Linked DNA regions of Mus musculus: regions 1, 2, 4, 5 and 6 are each linked to region 3. A link is a contact called in public HiChIP or PLAC-seq, Micro-C and promoter capture Hi-C data. All regions are on one chromosome and are shown on one strand. Each heading gives the region's core, a stretch centred on a gene start, on an enhancer-like site or on the middle of the called end of the contact. The rest is flanking DNA. Distances are from core to core; before and after follow the strand shown. Region 1 overlaps Palld (palladin, cytoskeletal associated protein). Region 2 holds the start of 4930512H18Rik (a long non-coding RNA gene). Region 3 holds the start of Cbr4 (carbonyl reductase 4). Region 4 has its middle 21 kb from the start of Sh3rf1. Region 5 holds the start of Ddx60 (DExD/H box helicase 60). Region 6 has its middle 45 kb from the start of Sh3rf1.

Region 1 (3,492 bases), core at 446-2,945, 380 kb after region 3:
CCAATCTACTTCTATTAAAGAATTTCAGCCAAATGTTAAAATCTGGGGTAAACATCATGTGGTTGAGATGTCACAAAGATGACTGCATCCAAAGAATTGGTGTCTACTTTTAGTCAGTGGAATTGTCTCTAAGGGAACACAACAGCATTTTATAGAGAATCTCCTTGCTTTCCTAACCACTCCCACATGGCACCTGACTCGATTTCTGCCAACTTGAGGGGTACCTGTTGCCCTGATACGCTCAGTGACTCCTCGTTTGTTAACAACGCTTATACATAGTGCAGAAGATAGCAGTTTCTTTAATCTTGTTGCTTCCTTCCAAAAGCTAGCTACCTGTTCAGGGTTAAAGTTATTTGTGTCATAAAATGACTGTCTCGTGTTGGATTGACAGTGGTCTTTCATAGCAAAAGCCTATCAGCCACCATTGAACTCATTGCAATCATCATTGCAATGACCCTTCCCAACTGCATTCCAGGCAATGACGATGGTGTCCTTACCCTTGGCACACAGAATAAAGGATCCTGGCCAACATAGGCCAGTGCACTCCTAATTAAAGTGCTGGCAGTGGGATACAAGAGTTAAATAGTACCATGCTGGATTACAAATCAGATTGATTCTGTTCTTCTTGGCATTGCTGCTCTGTTTGTGAGCGCGAGCGAGTGAGCGAGGCCTGGCTGCTCTGTTTTCCAAAGCTGCACCAACTGTGTTTACTGGTAAAGACGTCCTTAACTCTTGAGAGTCTGATGGGACTGCACACGGTGTGACATTTTCTCAGGAGGACCATGAAGCCCTTCTTTTCCAGGCTTTCTCCATCTCATCTTGGGTAACGAAGGAACCCATTTATAGGCTTCTGCTTTTAGAGAAGCCATCAGCAGGCAGACAGTAATAACCTCTATCTCTTGTGGTAAAACCCACTTTGAGGCTCTTTCTCTTAAAGAAAGAACTCATTTTATTCTAATGGGAGGTTATTATTATTATTAATTATTATTATTATTAATGTTTTTCTTTTCTTTTCAACTGTTTTCTCTTCCTCTTCCCTCTGCCTTCCTTTTGGAATATTCTCCTCTATCAACTGTCAGACCCTTTCCCTAAACTTCATTCTCTCTCATTTGAAACACTTTTCCAATTCCGGCAGCCAAGGTTCAATGCCATCCCCTTGGGGAGAACCCTTATTTCCTTTGGTATCCTTGTTTATGTTTTGTGGCTGATGATTGCAGAATCAGTAGACACTGGTTGCTGAGAACATGCACAGAGATACAGAGCCCGCCTTCACTGTTGGAACTCATACACAAGAGGACAAAGCGAGTTCCTACACGTGTTTGTCACTTTCCAGCCAGGGCAGGCTTACAGTTATATTTCCCCATCAGTGTACAGGTGGCTAGTGGTTCACTTTTATTCCAGCAGATTATTCAACATACTACTATTTTATTTATGGCTCAAAGAACTAAAATGAAGCAGGAAAGAGTATTCCTATAACTACATGTCACTTGAACACAAGAGGGACAGTTTTGCATCTTTCTTTATACAGCAAGCTGTGCTGGGTTTCAGACATAATTCTATTTGCCACAGTTACATTTATAATGTAACTCCTAAGTCAAAGGAATGTGGTGTTTACAGAGAGCTTGTAATAGCTGTAATTATACATGCACACACTGTGTGTTCCACAGTGAGGTATTGCCCCGGGCAAATGAAGGAGCAGGTCGTGAAGAAATTACATCAGAGTCATAGAAAGGATTTGAAAGCCTGGGCGGTGCTTGCTGTGGAGGCATCTGAAACTTCGAAGTCAGGTTCTTGAAAAACAACAATTTCATACCGGTAAATATGCATAGGCTCATTCATTTCCCTTTGAGAGTTTTGCAGTCTGCTATAAAACTTTAAGCAAGACAGTACAAAACCAAAGCCAACCTACCTAGTTGGAGAAAAGCGTGTATCTGTTACTCAAACCATTTTTTTGAGTTTTCTTCTTTCTAAAATTATTGGAATACAAACAAAACAAAACTGAGGAACAAAGTGTTGGGAAACTACTTTCAATTGACTTTAGCAACTATTTAACAGGTACCTATGAAAGAAGCTGAGGAAACAAGGAATAATTTAAAGAACCTCAAGAGAACAATGGTCAAGAGGCCTGGGTTTAGAAAGCTTTCCAAGTTGACTGTGAGTCACAATGCATGGCTGACCTTCACAGCTCTGAGGTTAGCAAGAGAATGGGGAGACCATTAGGGTTGGGTGGGTGGGTGGGGAAGCGGTGATTGGAAGAAATCACCTTTCCTTTGATTTAATTTCCATTCCCTACAACCATAAAGGAACAGAAGGCCAAGTAAGGTAAAAGCTGCTAGAAAGTAGAAATATACAGAGACTCCAAGGAAGTCTTGGCGGATTCTGACCCCAATATGCATGCTTAGTACTCTGAGAAAATGGGTATTGAAACGCCTTCAAGCATGTGTTTGTGTTTCTTAGAAGCTATAGTTTGTCCTATCATGCCGAGGCACTGCTTTCCATTATCTCCATAACCTTGTGAATACTTAGGACTAAAAAAGGAAACTGCAGTAAAAAGATTTTAAAGACAAAAAACAAGTTCAAAGATTTTTGAGCAGAGAGAATATGGGGGAGCTTATGCCAAATCAACAGTAATATAAGTAAGAATTTTTAAAAAGATTTCATTAATAAATTATGTTTTACATGTGTATGTCCACTGTTTCTCGCCATTCCCCCACCCCACCCCCCGCCCCCTGTGTGCATGCACTTATGTGTTGTGCACACAGAGTTGAGCTCATCAGAATTGCAGTTACAGGTGTTGGCAGGGCTCCCAGCTCTGGTCCTTGTGACTATATAGCAAGCACTACTAACCACTGAGCCATCTCTTCAGCTCCAAAGAAACCATTAAAAAATAACAAGTGAGGCGTCAATATGTGTTAGCATATTACTATATGTCCAACACAATTTTAAATTTATATCTGTCGTGGTTGACCTAAACACTACCCTAGAAGTATGTAGTTCATTATTTCTATTTTACTAGGAAGGCTCTTGAGGTATGAAAGCTTAAACTTACCAAGTGCCCTATTTGATACATGGTAAAGCCGGAATTTCCCTCTCACTCTAGAATCTGTAAACAACTACTGTACCCAGCCATTCTGACATTTTCTGTTTGTTTGTTTTGTAAGCCAATTTCTAATTCTAAAGGGATTCCTTACACATGTCTTTATTTCGTAGGTAAATTTCTTTATTGGTTGTTTGTTATTAGTGTTCTTGTCAACTATGGAAACTTGCCCAATAGAAGATAAATTGATGGGAATTCCCAGTTTGGTTCCTGCTATTGATGATTGACACTAATGACAGTTTCAACAACAAAATTCCTCACTATAGCAATATATCTTCTTTTTCTTGGACACAGAGCTTGCTTTTTTTACTTATTTAATGTTCTATCTATCTATCTTCATCATCATCCTGACCATCATCATCACCATGACCATCATCTATACAGTGTTGTGTGCA
Region 2 (3,434 bases), core at 345-2,844, 420 kb after region 3:
TAGTGCATAGTATCCTGCACTTAGTTTCAGCTCTTCATTTCTCTAGAGTTCTACCATTCTGTTCTCAGGTGCCCCTTCCTATCCACATCATTGCATCTGATTTTTTTCTCATTGAAGTTCTCCCCAGTTCCGAATGGATATTCTGTCTCCTATACAGAGAAACCAGGAAAGGGAAACCAGAAAGGTGGCAAGGAGGAGAAAAGAAACTGAAACTCATCCTATATGTGTAGAAACCAACATGTTGGAAACTCTGACAGGTGGACTCCAAGGTCCAGCGTCTCCGCAAACATCCTCCTTGAGCTCTGAACTCTGTCCCTTCTCCTCCACTCCCTCTTGTGTATGTCTAGGATCTGCACTCCCAAGTGAGGAATGGGGATGTGAGTGAGTCTCTCTCTCCCTCTCTCTCTCTCTCTCTCTCTCTCTCTCTCTCTCTCTCTCTCTCTGTGTGTGTGTGTGTGTGTGTGTGTGTGTGTGTATGTGAACTGGTGCTTGTAAGTCACATTTTGGGATTGTTGAAGTGCGTCCTTGGGCAGAGACCTACAGTGAAGCTGTCTATCTTTTGGTCAGACTAAGAAAGTAGAGAAAGCAGCACATTCCACCCGGTGGGGTTAGAAGACCTCTTGTATGTGATACAGATCTTCAGGGGTTCAAGTATATGTCTTGCAATTCTGCTGCGTTACTATTTTAGTCTAAGCCAGCTAGCTGACTTCCAGCTCTGAAATCTCCATTTCCTCTTCCAACCCTGGTTGCATACTTACAGAGAAGTCTTCCTGTGGATTGCTTTCTGCCTTTGAACAATACACTGGATCTCTCATTAATTGTCCTTCAGTGCACTTGTTATCTGGATTGAAGTCTCTCCCCTTCTCTCTACTGCAATCTCCTTTCCTGCCCTTGTAAGGGCAGAGATCTGATAGGCAACCTACAGGCACAATCCCTTTTAAGGCAGTTTATGGTTTATCTGGAAATATTCTTTAAAGATTTGTGACATCTGATTTTATTTGTTCTAGTTGGTGCTTTGAGATATTTGTTATTCCCGATGATTTACACTTTTATGTTTTTAAAGTAAAGTTTAAAAATTATTTTAAATTATGTGTATGTCTTTGTGTGTGTGTGTCTCTCTCTCTCTCTCTCTGTGTGGGGTCTGTTCATTTAAGTGCAGGTATCTGTGGAGGCTAGGGGCACTGTATCCTCCTGGAGCTGGCAATACAGCTGGTTGTGAACCACCTGATGTTGGTACTGGGAGCAGAATCCCAGTCCTCTGGAAGAGTAGCAAGTTTTCTCAACTGCTGTGTAAACTTCCAGCCCTTACATTTTTGTTTTTATTCTTAATTCCCAAGATTGTATATCACTATAATCTGCCAAATTGGTGTGTATGGTGTAGACTGAGAAGGTGAACCTGCTAGTAAAGGTGTGCTCACTCCACTTTTCAAAGCCAAGTATGTTCATCTCAAAGTATCCTCCAGGGACCCCTTGTCTGTGGTCGAGCTAGTCCCTCTAATTCTGGGATAGGGAGGGAAAAAAAGTCTAACCAATAAAAATGTTGTGCCTTTAGGAGATCTAGAAAGTAAACTGTTTCTAACTCATGTTAAAATTGTTTGTTGCATGAAATTACAGAACCAGCAAGGAATGGAGAGATGACTCAGCAGTTAGGAGCATTTGCTGGACCTGCAGAGGACCCAGTTTCATTCCTGCCATCAATACCAAAACGCTCACAAACAACTTTAACTCCATTTGCAAAGGTTCTGGCACCCACTTCTGACTTCTTTAGGCACTGCACACACACAGTGAATATACAGACAAACAAGCCTACACAAACATGGATAAAATTTAAAGATCTAAAAATCAAAAGGCTATCGCAGCATGTAGGAAAAACGGGAAGTTCAACTTAGGACATTTAGCCTTTGGAGGCTCAGCCATGGAGACAAAGTTCAACTGGGAACTCCGGCTATTATCTGCTACATGCTATGAGCAGCCAGTTAAAGGATATGAGCTCTATCTGTTGTTATTTGTTATTTTCATTTGGAAGATCACCGCAGTGGACACTCTGCCTGGAGACTCTTTCTGTTGGGACTGCCAGCTGTTTGCTTTATAGGGGATTCCCTAGTTCATTTGTGCTGGATGGTTTGTGTTCCTACTTTGATGATATTCTGCCATCTTTCTGCAACTTGCCGTTATCCTTTTACATTGGCTTGCTGTACAGTCACTATGCTGACTTACTCAAAGCTAGAAATGTGGCTACTGTAGAGTATCCTTTATACTGCACAGTCTTCCTTCCCCGGGCACACCAAACCTTGCTCTACTCCAGTGCTTTGCATATTTAGACTTTAGGATTTTGCAAGCCTGTTCTGTTCTTACCACATGGGTTTAATCTCTTTCTTGCGGGTACATTCTTTTCCGGTAAGAATCTTTGTAACACTTTTCCTAGTAGTATGTACATTATCTAAGTGCAGCAGTCTGCTCGTATCCTCATAATATGGTTATCACCAAGCATAACCCATAGCAGATACACAATAGCTGTTGAGTTTCCTGCTTTCTTCTCTTTCTTACTTAGCAGTCTTGCTGGATTTTTGAGAACTAACCCTATTTTTCTATCCTTTCTCTCTCTCGTTCTCTCTCTCTTTCTCTCCATCCATCCATCTATCTTTTATTTATTTATTTAGGGATAGGGTTTCACTATGTAGCCCTAAGTGGCCTGGAATCTCTATGTAGACTAAGCTGGCTTTTCACTCAGAACTGTGCATATCTCTGCCTCTCAAGCTATCCCACTTCCTAGTGGTATTTCACATGTCCTATTTATTTCATTACATTTTCACATTAATAAATGGCTTTGTGCTTTTTAATCCCTGGATTGCTGCAGACCTAAACATTGCTTAATAAGTATATGTGAAATGAAGACATGTCAATCATTCATTTACATCATGAAAACGTATTAGTCATTTGTATATATTTTTTCTTTTTAAAAAATTTCCAACATTTTTATTGTTTGGGAGTTTTACATAATGTACCCCTATCGCATTCCTATCCCAGACTTCCCAGATCCAGCGCTCAACCTTGTGGGTTTTTTTCCAAGAAGAAGACAAAGAAGAAAAAGGAGGAGGAGGAGGAGGAGGAGGAGGAGGAGGAGGAGGAGGAGGAGGAGAAGGAGAAGGAGAAGGAGAAGGAGAAGGAGAAGGAGAAGGAGAAGGAGAAGGAGAAGGAGAAGGAGAAGGAGAAGGAGAAGGAGAAGGAGAAGGAGAAGGAGAAGGAGAAGGAGAAGGAGAAGGAGAAGGAGAAGGAGAAGGAGAAGGAGAAGGAGAAGGAGAAGGAGAAGGAGAAGAAGAAGAAGAAGAAGAAGAAGAAGAAGAAGAAGAAGAAGAAGAGAAGAAGAAAATAATCTATTGGAGCATGGTCAAATTTCCAGTGGCCAGCCTCTTAAAGAAAACTGAGACCTTACT
Region 3 (3,742 bases), core at 555-3,054:
GTCTTTCTTCCCCTCTGGCTCTTACACTATTTCCACATCTTTGTTATAGATCCCTGAACCCTGAGCAGACGGGTTTAATGAAGATATCCCATTTAGAACATATAGTGAGTATCCCAACCTCTAACTCTCTGCACACTGTCCAGGTGTGGCTCTCTGTTAGTTCCCGTATACTGGAAGAGGAAGCTTCTCCGGTGAGGGCTGAGTATGACATTGACCAAGGGAAATAGCAGAATGTCATTTGGAGTCTTTTTTATTGCTACATTACTTCATCAGGACAGTGATATTTGTCGTAGGTACTTCCCCTAGGCCTATTTAGTCTCAGGTTTTTGGTCACCAAGTATTGACAGGCTTAGCTTCATGGGGTGGGCCTTAAATCCAGTCATGGTTTTTGCATAAACATTGTTTATGTAACCAACAACTATTGCATGGGCATGTCACATTCAGGGCAGATTGTCATTGTAGATCTAGGGGTGTTTAGTTGAGTTGGTATTTACCTTTCTTCTCTGACAACCAACATATTTGAAGATTGTCTCCAATACCCAGTGGAACACACACACACACACACACACACACACACTCACACCACTAGCTAGACTTGATGGGTTAAAAATATGTATGGCTTTGTTTTATTACAATGAAAAACTTCATAAAACATTGGAACATGGGATTTGTAGCAACATAAATCTGGTCATTCATGTTTTGCTTAATAAACTATATAGTATTCTCTTTAAGGTAAAAAAAAAAGAAAAAGAAAAACTTTAAAATTAATGTGCAACTTTTCTGGTAGGTCCCCACCCCTCCCCAATTTAGAAATCAATACTCAGACCCGGCTTTGCCAGCTTGCTGTGCCTTCAGTCCTCACTGGCCTTTTGATTTCTGGTGTTAATACAACTTTGTACTTTAATAAACAATTTAGCCCATTAGAGTTTTATGTGAGTTAGTCCTGTTGCTCCAGAATTCTCCCTACCTCCAATAGGGACTATGGTCTACTTTTTTATTTAGTACACTAATATTCTGTCAAGAAATGTTCTCTTTACACTAGAATGCTAACAAATCATGCCATTTATTTATTTATTTATTTATTTATTTATTTATTTATTTATTATCTGTTTATTTGGGAGGCATGGTTGAGACAGAGTTCTCTGTGCAGCCCTGGCTGTCCTGGAACTCTAGACCAATCTGGTCTTCAACTCAAGAGATTTACCTGCCTCTGCCTCCTTAGTGTGGGATTAAAAGCATGCACCACCATGCCCAGCTAACTTTTTCTTAAAAAAAAAAAAAAAAGCACTCAGGATATCTTATTTAGGAGTATAGGAACCCAATATTGCCAATAATGACCTAAGCTTGCTCTTTAATCTTTACTCTATTCTGATCAGTCGAAGAGCGTGGAGGCCCATACCTGTAGATGCCAGCAGCTCTGTGGAGGCTGAGGGAGGAGAATCATAGAGAATCTGAGGCCAGCCTGGGTAACATAGCAGGTCTTTTCCTCAAAAAGAGGAGTACAAGCATTTATTGAATCCCTCTACACAGTGTTCTTTCTTTGTTGCTGTCTTTGAGACAAGATCTCACTCTCTAGACCAGGCTGGCCTTGAACAGTGATGAGTGAACAGGCCTGAGCCACCACACACGGCTTGTGCTCTTTGACAGGACATTTACCCTCATAGAACTAACCAGGCTTGGGAATAGGCATCCAGCAGCAGTTACTAAAATGCTCACAAGTGCAAGAGAGTAAGGACTACAAGTCCCAGAATGCAATGCAACCCTCGAAGAGTCCGTGTGCACTGACGTCTAATCCTCGCGCCTTGTTTTGTGGCCTGGGTTGTCTGTTGAAAGGAGAGCATACTGGTTTTGTCAGTAGCTGTGTCTTTTATTACAAGTTCTGAGTCTCAGGGATCCATCTTGCTGGTCCGCGGTCCAAGATGGACAAAGTCTGTGCGGTTTTTGGAGGCTCCCGGGGGATCGGCAGGGCGGTAGCCCAGCTAATGGCCCAGAAGGGTTACCGTCTGGCGATCGTCTCCAGAAACCTGGAAGTGGCCAAAGTCACCGCCGGCGAGCTCGGCGGTATGTACCGGAAGTGTCCTCGCCGTGCGACCAAGGTGCAAGTCCTTGAGTTCCAGTCCACGGGCCCTGCCCATGTACCCGGGTTTGCGCCCCAGATCGCTCGTGCCCCATGACCAAACACTCACAGGGGCTCTCGCCTACTCCAGGCAGATTCTAAGGACCCCTGACAAGTAGTTGCCTTCCCCGCGGCCAGTGCTGATATTGAGAGCTGCCTTGCTCTGGCCTCTGGGAGGAGAGAATGGACGCGATTATACTGAAAGTAGAGAAGTCAGATACAAATGGCTAGATTGCATTTTGCTGAGAGCTCTTGCCCTTTGCGAAGGCACCCGACAGTATTTCAAAGAGAAACTCTTGATAAGTCAGGGTTGCTTCTCCAAGCCCATCAATGACTTTAGTAAGTTACTAATTTGTTTTCCCAGGCCCTTTGATTGTATTCCTATTCCAGCCCCCCCCCCCCCAACCCCAGGTTATTAACGGATTAGTCATTGCATTGCAAGTTTAAGTCTCGTTTGGAGAAGACAACTTGAAGAATGGAGAAAAATACATGTCACTATCAGGAAAGCATTGGGTATCTTGTAGGTCTAAGAGTGTCTGGTGCCGACTATATTTCTTTACTTATGTGGAAATAGCCTTGATATGTAACTCACACTGGCTTTGAACTTGTGGATCTCGTGTCTCAGCTTCCCAGTTGCTGAGATCTCCTTACTGTGATGGGACGGTGATGTCTTTAGTACAGAGTACACTCTGAACCTGCGGTGTGGTATCCAGCTTTCTCGGACATAGGGTCTCACTACGCAGCCTAGGTTTCCCTTGGATCAGGAGCTGGTCTCTGCCTCCTCCGTGCTGGGAACACAGGGGAACACATCTGTTCACCTTGGGTGTGAACACGAGCCTCAACACCTAGCCAGTCAGCATTGCTTCCAGTTTGCTAGATACTCCACCTTGCCCTGTGGTACTAGTTACCTGTTCTTCGGCTCTCCATCATATAGTTGGTTCATCTTGATGTATCCCTATCATAAATTGAGGAGCATATATATTAATATGGTAGCTTATCAGATAGGGAATATGTTTACTTTGAAGTCAGGGTTGCTTCCCCAAGCCCATCAGTGACTTCGTGAGTTTGGTGATAGGGATCAGGGAGTTCTATGGAGCCACCTCTCTTGTCCATGCTGGCCACAACCTTACAGTAGTAATCTCCTATCCCAAAGCTGAGACGGAAGGTATACACTACCATGCCCAGATTTAATTGCAGTTTTAAAAATCACATTTATTCATTTGGTTGGATGAGTACATCTATGTCATTGTGCACCTGAGGAACTCAGAGGACAGTCTGTTCTTTCCTTTCATTGTATGGGACCCAAAGGTTCAACCCAGATTGTTAGGCGTGGTGGAAAGTGCCCTTATCAAGTGAGCCATCTTGCTGGCCCTGACCACTTTTGTTTCTAGACTTTCCAAGCTTATTTCTTCTTAAGGGTTTGAGGTGTCACTCAGAATAGCCATGAACTTGTGAGTCCAGCAAGTGCCAACATTATGGGTAGCCAGGTACCCATAGTTCTTGTGTCTAAATCTCCCATTCAAGAAAACTCCAAAGTTAAAGTTAGATTTCGATAATGTTTTATTTTATGTACTTGCTGTATCCTAGAATTTGGCAGGCAGAGGCAAGATGAGCCTGAGTTTTGAA
Region 4 (3,352 bases), core at 704-3,203, 280 kb before region 3:
CAGAGGCCAGAAGATGTCAAACCTCTAGAATTGGAGTTCCAGATGGTTATAGTCATCTTGTACGTTCTGGGATTCAAACCCAGGTCCTATGAAGCTCTAAGAGAGCAGGCAGTGTTCTTAACCACTGAACCATTTCTCTATCGATTCTTTCATTCCCTGTGTGTGTGTGTGTGTGTGTGTGTGTCTTGCAAAGCGAGAGTACTACCAATGAATGAGTTTCTTCAATATGTTTAAGATGTAGCCCAGGCTGGCCTTAGACTCACTACGTGGTCTAAGATGACCTCATCTTCCAGGTCTTGTGATCACAGGCATCCATCATCACACCAGCTTTCTCTTTTATTTTTATTTTATTATTTATTTTATTATTATTGAATGTTTGAGACAAGGTCTCACTATGTAGCTCTGGCTGTCCCGGAACTCCCTACATAGACCAGGTAACCTTAACCTCACAGAGCTCTACAGACCTCTACCTCCTGATTGCTGGGACTGCAGGCGTGTACCACCATGCCCAGCTTTTTCTTTTACTTTTGAAGCAGTTCACAGCATACAGAATGTTTTTCAGCCACCCTTTAAATATTTCACTCCCTTGCCCTCTTCTTGCTTCGGAGGAGACAGAGGTATAATTCCAGTCGTTCTCCTGTATAAATAAAGTTGCTTTCCCTCCCTGGCTTCTTGAAGGATTTTAAAAACCCAACAATTCCTGATGTTCTAAACTCTAAAGGCTACGATGCCCAGGTGTAGTTTTTCTGCTTGTTTGGGTTTATCCACTTCCTGCCCCCTGAGCTTCCCAGATGTGTAATTTTGTGTCTGACATCAATTTGGGGGAATTTCTCAGTCATAACTGCTCTGCTCCTTTCATTATTCTCGGGGCGGGTGTGCCTGTTGCCTGTGTGTCACAGCCTTTGAAACATCTGTATACTCCTGGATACTCTGCTCTGGGCTTCTCTGCAGTACTCCCCTTCCCTCATTTGCTTCTCAGTTTGGGATCTTTTGACTTAGAGAGATCCTCAAGCACGGAGCTCCTTCCATTCTCTGTGTTCAGTCCGCTAATGAGCCCATCAAAGACATTCTTCGCTTGTTACAATGTTACAATCCTTTTGGTTTCCACTACTTATTTTAGTTCTTAGGATTCTCACCTCTGCCTAAATTGCCCATCTAGTCCTGCAGCGTCTATTTTGTCTACTATGCGCCTTAGCATATTTGAAATGGCTTATTTAGTTACTGTCTTTTCTTTTGAGACTGAGTCTTACTCTGTAGCCCAGGCTGGCCTTAAAGACTCCATGTAGTCCAAGCTAGCACTGGGCTTACTTTGCCTTGTCACCATGTGCTTTTGCCCTTTCGTATTTATCATAATTATTTTTAATCAATGTACTGGGTTAAAAGGACTGCTATCAGGTCATGAGGTAGCATGGCATGAGGTTGGAAAGCGTTCTACAGTTCCATGACTGGGACTTAGTCTTGAATGTCTTGTGTGCTTCTGAGCTCCCCTGCCCCTTGGGCAGGGGGAGATGGCTACAGCAGGCTGCAGTTGGGTATTTCCCTGTCATGGGCTAGTCAGGCTCTAACAAAACCTCAGCTGCTGTACTCTGGCTAGACCTGTTTCCCAAAGGCAGGCTTGCTAAGACCACTCCCCTTGTGGTATTTTGAAATATTTCTTTCCCTTCCCCCACAGAGGCTCAAGGAGATTTTCTCTGGTCCACAGGGTGCTGGCTTTGTTGAGCTTCAAGAGTGGACTCAGTTTCCCCTGAGTCTTTCATGCTCTGACTTGCTCACATAGAACTTCCAGCAGCTTGTCAATTATAGCTCAGGTTTTCCTATCCTGGTTCTTGCACAGATATGAGCTTGGCGGTTTTCTTTTCTTTCTCCAATTTTGGGGTGGTGTGGGGGAGTGGCTTGCTGATGACTTCATATCTCCTAGAAGGAGACTCTGACTTTCATTTGCTTAGTTTGCTGCTTACACAGAGTGGCAATCCCAGGATGTCTATACTCTAGACTGGATGTTTTCCTTTGCTTTGCTTTAGCTGAAATGAATGTAGGCAAGTGGACTCTCGAGCTTTGAAGGAGCTCTTCTGAAACCCAAGAGGTCCGAATTTGAGCAGGATTTATTGATTGGCCCGTTACACAAGTCTTATCTCAACTTTCAGAAACTGGTTTAACTTCAACTTGACCCAGAGTTTGGAACTGAATAGGTTATATTCTGAGTGAGGGCCTGGTGTGGGTCCTGGACAATCTGATTACATCTTATCTGGAAGCTGGCCTGGAGGGCTCCGGTCGCTTGTCTTTTATCTTCTTATTCCTGGATCCATCCACTTTCCCCACATATGCCATTTAATCTTTGAAACACTCTCTCCTGCAACTCTACCTGTGTGCTCCAGCTTGGCCTGGCTCCTCCCTGGGTCAGCTGCCCAGCTGGGTACTCTGGAGCTGCTGTGCCCTGAGATATTTGGTTTGACACAATCATTTTCAGATGCCACATGCTCTTTCTTGTTTTGGTCCATTGCTCATTTAAGCACATCTTCACATACTTCTTCAGAGGGAAAAAACAAATGAGAATTAGGTATGCTGGTGTATGTCTGAAATTCTAGAACTAGAGAGGCTGAGGCAGGAGGATTGTGAGTTTGAGATCAGGGGGGGCTACATGGGGAGACTCTGTTTCAAAAGTAGATACAAAAATATTTTAGAGGGCTGAAGGGATGGCTCAGTGGCAAAGAGCATTTATTGCTGCTGCAGAGGGTATGGGTTCTATTGCCAGGACCCACATGGTGGCTCACAGCCATCCATAACTCCAGTTTCAGAGGCATCTTATTCTGGTCTCCATGAGCACCTGTACACATGTGCCTAAACCCCACAGGGCTATATACGTACAATTAAAAATAATAGAAAACAAAACTTTTTAAAGGTCTGCAGTTTTAGAACTACTAAGATTGCCCAACTCCCACCTTAATCTATAGATTATCTGATTATAGACACAACAATACATTTCCTATTGTTTTCTTTCATCTGCTTGATGTGGACATCAGTGACTCTTCCTCCAATCAAAGTCATTGTGAAACCATTGTCAGATGATCCTGGGAGGGCAGGGAAAGGGGATATTATAGCCATGGATGCTGTGAAAGGATAACATGGGAATGGGCTACACCTTGGTATGCTCCAGGCCAGAAAGATGGAGGGTCCAAGAGATGTCTTGAGGCAAAGGTTAGAACTGAGATTACTAGAGAGAGTTTGGCCCATGGGATCTACAGTCAAAAAAAAAAAAAAAGAGACTAGCCTGGCTGACCAGGATGGCCAGCGTTAGCCTGGAGCTATAGAGGACAGCGGGTTAAATTCTAATTCAGAAAAGAGATTGATAATT
Region 5 (3,338 bases), core at 523-3,022, 440 kb after region 3:
AATGCAGAGATAACTGGTGAATAAGGGACAGCTGGGCACTCATCCTAAAATGAGACATTGATATCTTTTCCTCCAAAGCTCAAGGAATATTATGGGGGAAAGGAGGGAAAGAATGTAAGAGTCTCAAACAGGAAAGAGTGCTGTGAAACACTCTCTTCTGGACACGACATGCCTGTTATACCTGTGAATTCATAGTAACAGTGACTATCAACACAAGACAAGGCTCATCAACGTTCCATCACTGATGAGGGGAGCTCATGAGCTCTTCCTGAGGACCAGTAAACATTAACAGTGAGGGAGACATATCCCTCAATGGTGGCCACAGAGTTGTCCTTGCTCCAGTAAATTATATATATATATATCCTGATGTGACATGTCCTCAGCCTACCCCCTGTGTGCTATAATTGTAGACTTTTGACTTGAAAACCCTGTTTTCTCCACCGAGAGCTCTCCTGAGGTGCCAGCTTACTCTTGGTCAGCTGGCTGTGTAAAGAACTCACAGTGCTCACAGTTGGCTTAATAAGCATGGAGATTTGTAACCTGGAGTAGATTATTTCAATTTCATTCCTTGGTTTGTGGTTTTCCATCATCTTCATAGAGTCTTGCTAGAAGACTACATATGTAATCAAATTACCAGCCTGAATTTCTGCCTCTGTCACCACATTAAGAACCTGCTTATGATTATTTTGGGCCCACCTGAGATAATCCACTTATATCATGCTCCTTGGTTTAGGCTATGCGTGCAGTATCTATTACCACAGTTACCACAGTCTCAAGGAATTAGGTCGCTGACTTAAATTGGAGGGAACAGGAAAGGGTGACATTTTCTCACCCAGGAGGACAAAGCCTCAACAAAGCCCAGACACCTCTACCTTTTCAGGTAGTATTTTAATGTAAAGGAGGACAGAAAGGGTGGGACCTTTTCTTACTGTTACCAAGGAAACAGGGGCTAGGTCAAAAGCTGACCATGAGGGAAGGGTCCATTCTTAATGGCCTTCAAAACAATGGATGTTTCTCAAGTTATCTCAACACATTGCATTCTGTTGCTCTTTCCCCATGGATGAGAGTTCTGCCAGTGCCTGACAAAATAGCTTTTGGTCCCATTGTTGTCACGGTCACCCAAATGCAAGAGTCCCCCACTTTCTAGAATTCCAATATTGAAAATAGAATTGTCATATTTAGAGCCTTCCTAAAGTTCAGCAAGCATAGGATACTAAGCAAGCCAGCTTTCAAACCCAAATTTCAGGTATTGACAGGTAAAAAACCAAGCCAAACCAAATCAAACAAAATCAAAGGAAAGAAAAGTTATTAAGGCTGAGATAAAAGTAGGCTCCATTTTCAGCTTGTTTAGTAGTGCCATTCGGCTAAAGAAGATCCCAAATGGATTAATCACAGGCTTCAATAATAGACTCATGTAATCTCAAATTCCTACCTACCTTTAAAATACTACCTGAAAAGGTAGAGGTGTCTGGGCTTTGTTGAGGCTTTGTCCTCCTGCTGTCGTTAGCACAGTAGGAGCAATTGGCACAGCGCCCGGAGTTCTGCTGCTACAGCCTCTCCAATGTTGCCTTGCTTAGATGTCTCCAGATTTCCCTGTCAAATCCTCCTCCTTACCTCAAGAATCCCAAAGCCTCTGGTTTTCCTACCTTAACAGTACTAACTTTACCAAAGGATGCGCAAAGCTGCATTCACCAAATGCTCTTTGATTAGTGATGAATGGAAACCGAAACTTAAAGCTTCTGGGAGCAGAAGAGAAACCGAAACTATCCTTCACTTATAAAAGGCGGCCTGAGAGACTCACAAGTTGCCACTTTTTGGAGCTAGCGATTGGTCTTAGGTCTCCTGTGGTCGACTGTGTGCTTGCTTGTTACCTGCAGCGCGGACCAGCGCGCTCAATACCTGCTGCGCAGACCAGCGGTTCTCTGCACGTAGCAGGTCCAGGTTCCCGGTCTGGGCTTCCCGGTGAGGCCAGGGGGTTGCTTCTGGGCTCGCCAGGGGATTGTAGGGCGTGCCTAGGTCAGAGTATCCCAAAAGAGGAGCTGGAGCGGAGCTGAGGGGACAGCACTAGGAGGTAGCTTTCAATGGGCAGTGGAGCACAGACCCACCTACCCCAGTGGCCAGTACTCGGTGGACCACAGAGGGAAGAGGTCTGAGTGGTGAGTGGCAGGGAAAAAGATGCCTGACTCAGTCTCTTGAGGATCCTTTGTAAACGGGTAGCTGGGATAGGGATCAATAAGTAGGGGCATTGGGGTGTGTGCACAGCCAATAAATGTTGAACATCCCCACCAATAGTTTTTCTCCTAGGTGCCGAATCGAATCGGGGCCCTACTTCAGGCTTCCAGAGCTAGAAGCAGAATGTGAAGAAAAACCCAGATGAATTGTAGTTGCCCTGAAATTGCAGTGGCTAAGACAAGTTATGCTTTACTGCAGAAATGCATCCCCCCACCCAATCTCTTCGTATGCTAGCCCTAGCAGTCTCCCTGGGCTTCCTGGTACTCCCCATGGAACCCAGGTTGGGCCAACTTGGAGTATCCCGCTGCCTCAGTCTCCCTGTTTGAGTCATCTGAGATTTAATGTATTCATGTGTAAGGAGCAGGGATTGATTTTCTGTTTCCTCATCACAAATCAGCACAAACTGAGTTGCTTTAAACACAATAGGTGTTTTATTTTACAGATTCTGTTTAGGCACAGGCTAAGTGCTTTTTGCAAAGCCCAGCATAGAACTCAAGATGTCTGCCAGGGCGGAGCCAGGTTCTGGGTGCTCATTTTGGTTCCTTGAGGTCAGTAAGAAGTCTGGAATTCTCTGATTTCTTGCAAGTTGTTGATTAAGGGTAACTCAGAGTCTGATACCTTCCATTGTCACACTTCAGGTCACTTCTCACAGGTGGCTGTACTTTCCAAGGATATAGGAGGCTTTCTCAATTAACTAACATGCCTCATTACCAGAGAGACTGTCCTGGTAATAAGGGTGTCAGGACGCCCAACATATATATACGTATATACATATATGCATATATATATACATATATACATACATACATATATACATACATACATACGTACATACGTACATACATACATACATATATACATATATGCATATACATATACACATATACACATATTCATATATACACATGTATGTGTATGTATCAGGTCTATCATGTTTTGCAGGATTTTGTGACAATTCTTGTAATTTCTTTTCATAGTGAGTAAAAGAATGAGAAATCAGTAAATAGCTTTTAGATTCACTTTTTAAGTGTGTGTGTTTGTTGATGTGTGGGAATATGCATTTGAGTGCAAATATACTAGGAGTCCAGCGTGGTTGGATCCCTTGT
Region 6 (3,791 bases), core at 231-2,730, 310 kb before region 3:
AGACAGAAAGGAGCTGGGCTTGGTGATGCATGCCTGTAATCCCAGTTCTTGGAAGGCTGGGAGGCAGGAGGATTACCAAAAGACTGAAACCAGCCTGAGCTATGCAAAGCAAGTATCAGGAAAGCCAGGGCTACATAGCATGACTCTGTCTCAAACAAACAAAAACTAAACAGTTACTTCTTACAGATAGTATTGATTTCCACATAGAGAGTGTAGAACTACCTATAAGACATTTCCAATGCATTAAACATTTCATTTGGCATAGATTGCTGTGCTGGGGAATGCTGAATTCACAGGCATTTAGCCACTACGATGGCCTTCCAGACTTTGCTCAATTTGTAGAGTATGACAAGGTGATTGGGAGAGATAAGATCTTGCCTTCTAAGTTCACAATCTGGTGGAAGAGATAGGCAGTTCAAATGCGTTCACAGCGAGATACAGTCGCCACTGGAGGACTTGCAACAGTTCCAGGAGTCTTTGATCGTGGGTAGATACAGAAAGAAGATAACAAAACTTCTCAAAGGACTTGGGGTTCCACTGAGCTCTGAAAACTGAAAGGTGGTTACTCAGACATCCCAAGGAAGAGTATGACTGAATGAATACACTTGGAGTGTGAGAGGCAGAGTGTGACTTGAGGCAAGGAGAGCTCCAGGGCTTGAGAGGAGATGGAAATGAGAGGCAGGAGGTGAAGGGCCTTGAAAGCCATGGTAAGAAGTTAGGGCACTATCCTAATGACCTGGGAGGCAGCCAAGGCAGTGAAACAGGTTCTGCTTTAGAAAAACAGCCATGCCTGCAATGTTGGGAGGGAGGGAGGGAGGGAGGGAGGGAGGGAGGGAGGGAGGGAGGGAGGGAGGGAGGGAGGGAGGGATTGGAAACGAGCAGGAGCCAGGCTGGTGCTAGGGAGAGAGGTTACTTGGGAAAGCAGAGCGATCTATGAAGATGGTCCACTGAGGGCCAGGAGACAGCAAGCAGGCTTATGGCATTGTCAGCACATGGGGACACAGGGCTAAGATGGGATGCATGCGCAGTGACCGTTGTGGTGTAGATGATAGCAAAGACTTGGAGGAGATGCACCAAAATCGCTGAAATGCCCTCTTCGTTGTAAAACCAAACGTTCTTTTGTTTCCTTCCGTGTTTTAAAAAGTTTTCTATTAAGTGCAGTGCTTTCAGTATCATGAAATAAATTGCTGTTTTACTTCTCCTAACAGCTATTCCTTAGAGCTTAGCTTTTACTGAGAATAGCTCATTACAGCCCAGGCTAACAGAATATTCTCTCACAGAAAATGCTTCGCTCTTCATTGGTTGTTTCCGATGGCAACTTGTAATCCCCCAAGGACTTTGTGTTTTAGAAGCTTGCAAATCACATGAAAAGGCTCAGGCTTTGCAGATTCAGGGACCATGATTGCTAGCACTTAGCAGGCCTGGAAAACCTCTTAATCTCTTTAGAAATACCAACTACCACTCTCTCAGAGCTAAGTGGAATAACGAATGAGAGAGTACTCATCAAACCCACGCCGATGTCACTAGTCACGTGGTACGGCCAGCCGAGCTGAAAAGCTTCTCCTGCCGTTTATGACCCTCGAAGTCTTAACTCAAAATCAACCCTCCTGAGCTATCTTTCCACACTTCACTGTTCTTTCAAACACTCTGTCAGGGCTGGAAAGATGGCTCAGTGGTTAAGAGCACTCGATGCTCTTGTAAAAGACACAAGTTCAGTTCCTGGCACCTAGGCCGGGCTGCCCGTAACTGCCTGAATCTGAATATTTGACACCCTTTCTGGCCTTTGCAGACATCTTTTATCCTGTAAGTTGTTTCTCCTCGGGTATTTGGCTACAGCAATAGGGAGCAAAGAGTACAGCTCTCTGTAACTGCAGTCTGCTTACTCAACAGTTCTGTACCTTTGATTATTTTCAAAGGAACAGAGAGGGGCCCAGCATATGTCTAAGATGCCGTTAGAACAGTCATCCCTCTGGGGTTTAACAACCTTTTCAGAGGGGCCACATATCACATATCCTGCACAGCAGATATTTAAATATCAACTCATAACAGTAGCAAAATTACAGTTATAAAGTAGAAACAGGAAAGCTGAGAACCACTGCTCTAAAAGATGCCCTATGAGCCTGCATTGTGTGAATTTTCTGCTCATCGGGGATAATTGTGATCTGTATTGTATTCACCTTTAAGAACCTCAGACCAAGCCGGGCGTGGTGGCACACGCCTTTAATCCCAGCACTTGGGAGGCAGAGGCAGGCAGATTTCTGAGTCCTAGGCCAGCCTGGTCTACAAAATGAGTTCCAGGACAGCCAGGGCTATACAGAGAAACCCTGTCTAGAAAAAAGAAAGAAAGAAAGAAAGAAAGAAAGAAAGAAAGAAAGAAAGAAAGAAAGAAAGAAAGAAAGAAAGAAAGAAAGAAAGAAAGAAAGAAAGAAAGGAAGAACCTCAGACCTACTGTATCTGATAGAACTCAATGGACTTTGGCTCAGGTCTTACACAAATCATCCCATAGGGGCTGATATAGTAATTCCCCACCCCCACCCATCCCCACTTCCGTCCAGTGAATTCTTAGCCATTACAAGTGGCACTGTTAGGAGGTGTGGCCTTGTTAGAGGACGTGTGTCACTGTGAAGAAGGGGTTTTGAGGTCTTAAATGCTCAAGCTATGTCCAGTGTTAAGCATATCCAGTCTCCTCTTGGCTGTGTTTGGATTGAGATGTAGAACTCTCAGCTCCTCCAGCACCATAGTTCACAAGCACACTGCCATCCTTCCAGCCATGATGACAATGGACTAAACCTCTAAAACTGTAAGCCAGCTGCAATTAAATGTTGTCCTTTATGAGTTGCCTTGGTCATGGCGTCACTTCACAGCAATGGAAATCATAACTAACATGCTGTTTTCGATTACTTTGATGCTTTTATATTCTTCAAAAACAAACAAAAATCAGTTTTATTTTGTTTTGAGTACTAGGTATTGAATCTAGGACCAGTGCATACTATGTGTTTCTATCCCAAATTCTTTTTCCAAAAAAATTTTTTTTGAGATAAGTTGCCTAGATTGGCCTTCTGCCTCAGCCTCCTGGGGATCTGGGATTACAAACCTATTCCACTAGATCTGAATAAAAATATATTACCTTCATTCATATGACCAACTTTTCAATGAGGTAGAAATACAGGTCTATATTGAAACTCCTATTTTTACATATCTGTACACACTTCTCTGCATGTGATCTGTTCAATTCTCACAAGAATCGGAGTATTGGAACTCACTAAAGTGCAGTCATTCCGTCGGCATGAGTAATGGCTCAGATCTTCAGCATCTAGAGAACAAATTATCTCAGAAATAACTGCACCCTTCCAGCATTTCCTTCTCAACCCATTCTTCCACATTCAAAGCAGATCTTTCAGACGTGGACAGATGAAGGAAGCTCTATGAGGAAAGGAGAGTCTTCAGAGAATAGGAACAATCAGAGAAATATCTACCCACCAGCCTTCATCCCTTCCTGACACAGGATGGCAAACAATTTCAATGTTGACAATGTGCCTCTGGGAAGTAGATGCCCAAAAGGCTAAGCACTAATTGACACATAATACAATTACATTTCACTTTTCCAAACATCCCGACTGTGAACTGGGCCTCAGAGCCTCAGAAGCTCCTTCCTCTCTTGGGGATAAGAAAGTGGCTGTAGCAATGGCTGACAACTCTTGCTTCAAAGGGCTGGGAAGAGATAGGGCTCAGTGGTGTCTCTGGACTCCAGCAGTCTGTCATCAGAAGACCTGTAAATCGAAGGTGCTGAT

The links. Promoter capture Hi-C pulls out the DNA fragments that hold promoters and counts their contacts. Hi-C and Micro-C count contacts between places; a contact is called where the count stands out from the background. HiChIP or PLAC-seq counts read pairs in DNA pulled down with a chosen protein or histone mark. Capture Hi-C pulls out chosen DNA fragments and counts their contacts.
Region 1: a contact with region 3 is called in a promoter capture Hi-C map of embryonic stem cells, with 2.8 times the contacts expected there. The contact joins the enhancer-like site here to the promoter of Cbr4 in region 3. A contact is called at or near these places in 5 of 39 promoter capture datasets (the 3T3-L1 cell line, embryonic stem cells, hippocampal neurons and 1 more), 4 of 115 datasets of contacts at active chromatin or transcription factors (T-cell acute lymphoblastic leukemia, bone marrow-derived macrophages and embryonic stem cells) and 2 of 9 other capture datasets (adipose tissue and embryonic stem cells).
Region 2: an H3K4me3 HiChIP or PLAC-seq map of bone marrow-derived macrophages shows a contact between it and region 3, with 7 times the contacts expected there. The contact joins the promoter of 4930512H18Rik here to the promoter of Cbr4 in region 3. A contact is called at or near these places in 4 of 39 promoter capture datasets (embryonic stem cells, frontonasal cranial neural crest, liver and 1 more), 1 of 115 datasets of contacts at active chromatin or transcription factors (bone marrow-derived macrophages) and 1 of 9 other capture datasets (adipose tissue).
Region 4: a contact with region 3 is called in a Micro-C map of the AtT-20 cell line, with 4 times the contacts expected there. The contact joins the enhancer-like site here to the promoter of Cbr4 in region 3. A contact is called at or near these places in 21 of 39 promoter capture datasets (the 3T3-L1 cell line, 3T3-L1-derived adipocytes, the C10 cell line and 13 more), 2 of 15 datasets of contacts at CTCF or cohesin (pro-B cells and stem cell-derived epiblast-like cells), 18 of 484 Hi-C or Micro-C datasets (the 3T3-L1 cell line, the AtT-20 cell line, the C10 cell line and 10 more), 17 of 115 datasets of contacts at active chromatin or transcription factors (the 230-238 cell line, bone marrow-derived macrophages, craniofacial prominence and 9 more) and 5 of 9 other capture datasets (adipose tissue, embryonic stem cells, liver and 2 more).
Region 5: a contact with region 3 is called in a promoter capture Hi-C map of adipose tissue. The contact joins the promoter of Ddx60 here to the promoter of Cbr4 in region 3. A contact is called at or near these places in 6 of 39 promoter capture datasets (the 3T3-L1 cell line, the C10 cell line, hippocampal neurons and 1 more), 1 of 484 Hi-C or Micro-C datasets (hematopoietic stem and progenitor cells), 3 of 115 datasets of contacts at active chromatin or transcription factors (bone marrow-derived macrophages, fibro-adipogenic progenitors and microglia) and 2 of 9 other capture datasets (adipose tissue and liver).
Region 6: an H3K4me3 HiChIP or PLAC-seq map of stem cell-derived neural progenitor cells shows a contact between it and region 3, with 20 read pairs. The contact joins the enhancer-like site here to the promoter of Cbr4 in region 3. A contact is called at or near these places in 9 of 39 promoter capture datasets (the 3T3-L1 cell line, cranial neural crest, embryonic stem cells and 5 more), 1 of 15 datasets of contacts at CTCF or cohesin (the NIH/3T3 cell line), 1 of 484 Hi-C or Micro-C datasets (embryonic stem cells) and 11 of 115 datasets of contacts at active chromatin or transcription factors (the NIH/3T3 cell line, the SCID.adh cell line, bone marrow-derived macrophages and 5 more).

The regions. Positions count from the first base shown.
Region 1 is chr8:61,864,971-61,868,462 of GRCm38.p6, forward strand. The region is part of intron 2 of Palld (palladin, cytoskeletal associated protein); the gene reads right to left. Among named protein-coding and RNA genes, the nearest start is that of Palld, 36 kb to the right of the region's middle. Within about 2 kb of position 1,696, at least 4 of the 459 cell types and tissues checked have an H3K27ac peak or open chromatin away from gene starts, as enhancers often do. A contact at or near this core is called in embryonic stem cells, where this site is marked.
Region 2 is chr8:61,909,211-61,912,644 of GRCm38.p6, forward strand. It overlaps 4930512H18Rik (a long non-coding RNA gene), which reads left to right and starts at 1,595. Exons shown (of 3, transcript XR_870457.3): 1 at 1,595-1,739; 2 at 3,028-3,434.
Region 3 is chr8:61,485,930-61,489,671 of GRCm38.p6, forward strand. It overlaps Cbr4 (carbonyl reductase 4), which reads left to right and starts at 1,805. Exons shown (of 5, transcript NM_145595.2): 1 at 1,805-2,061. The coding sequence starts at 1,920.
Region 4 is chr8:61,201,653-61,205,004 of GRCm38.p6, forward strand. No RefSeq gene overlaps it. Among named protein-coding and RNA genes, the nearest start is that of Sh3rf1, 21 kb to the right of the region's middle. Within about 2 kb of position 1,954, at least 5 of the 459 cell types and tissues checked have an H3K27ac peak or open chromatin away from gene starts, as enhancers often do.
Region 5 is chr8:61,926,315-61,929,652 of GRCm38.p6, forward strand. Ddx60 (DExD/H box helicase 60) reads left to right here and starts at 1,773. Exons shown (of 38, transcript NM_001293783.1): 1 at 1,773-1,962.
Region 6 is chr8:61,177,476-61,181,266 of GRCm38.p6, forward strand. No RefSeq gene overlaps it. Among named protein-coding and RNA genes, the nearest start is that of Sh3rf1, 45 kb to the right of the region's middle. Within about 2 kb of position 1,481, at least 16 of the 459 cell types and tissues checked have an H3K27ac peak or open chromatin away from gene starts, as enhancers often do. A contact at or near this core is called in the SCID.adh cell line, embryonic basal ganglia and stem cell-derived neural progenitor cells, where this site is marked.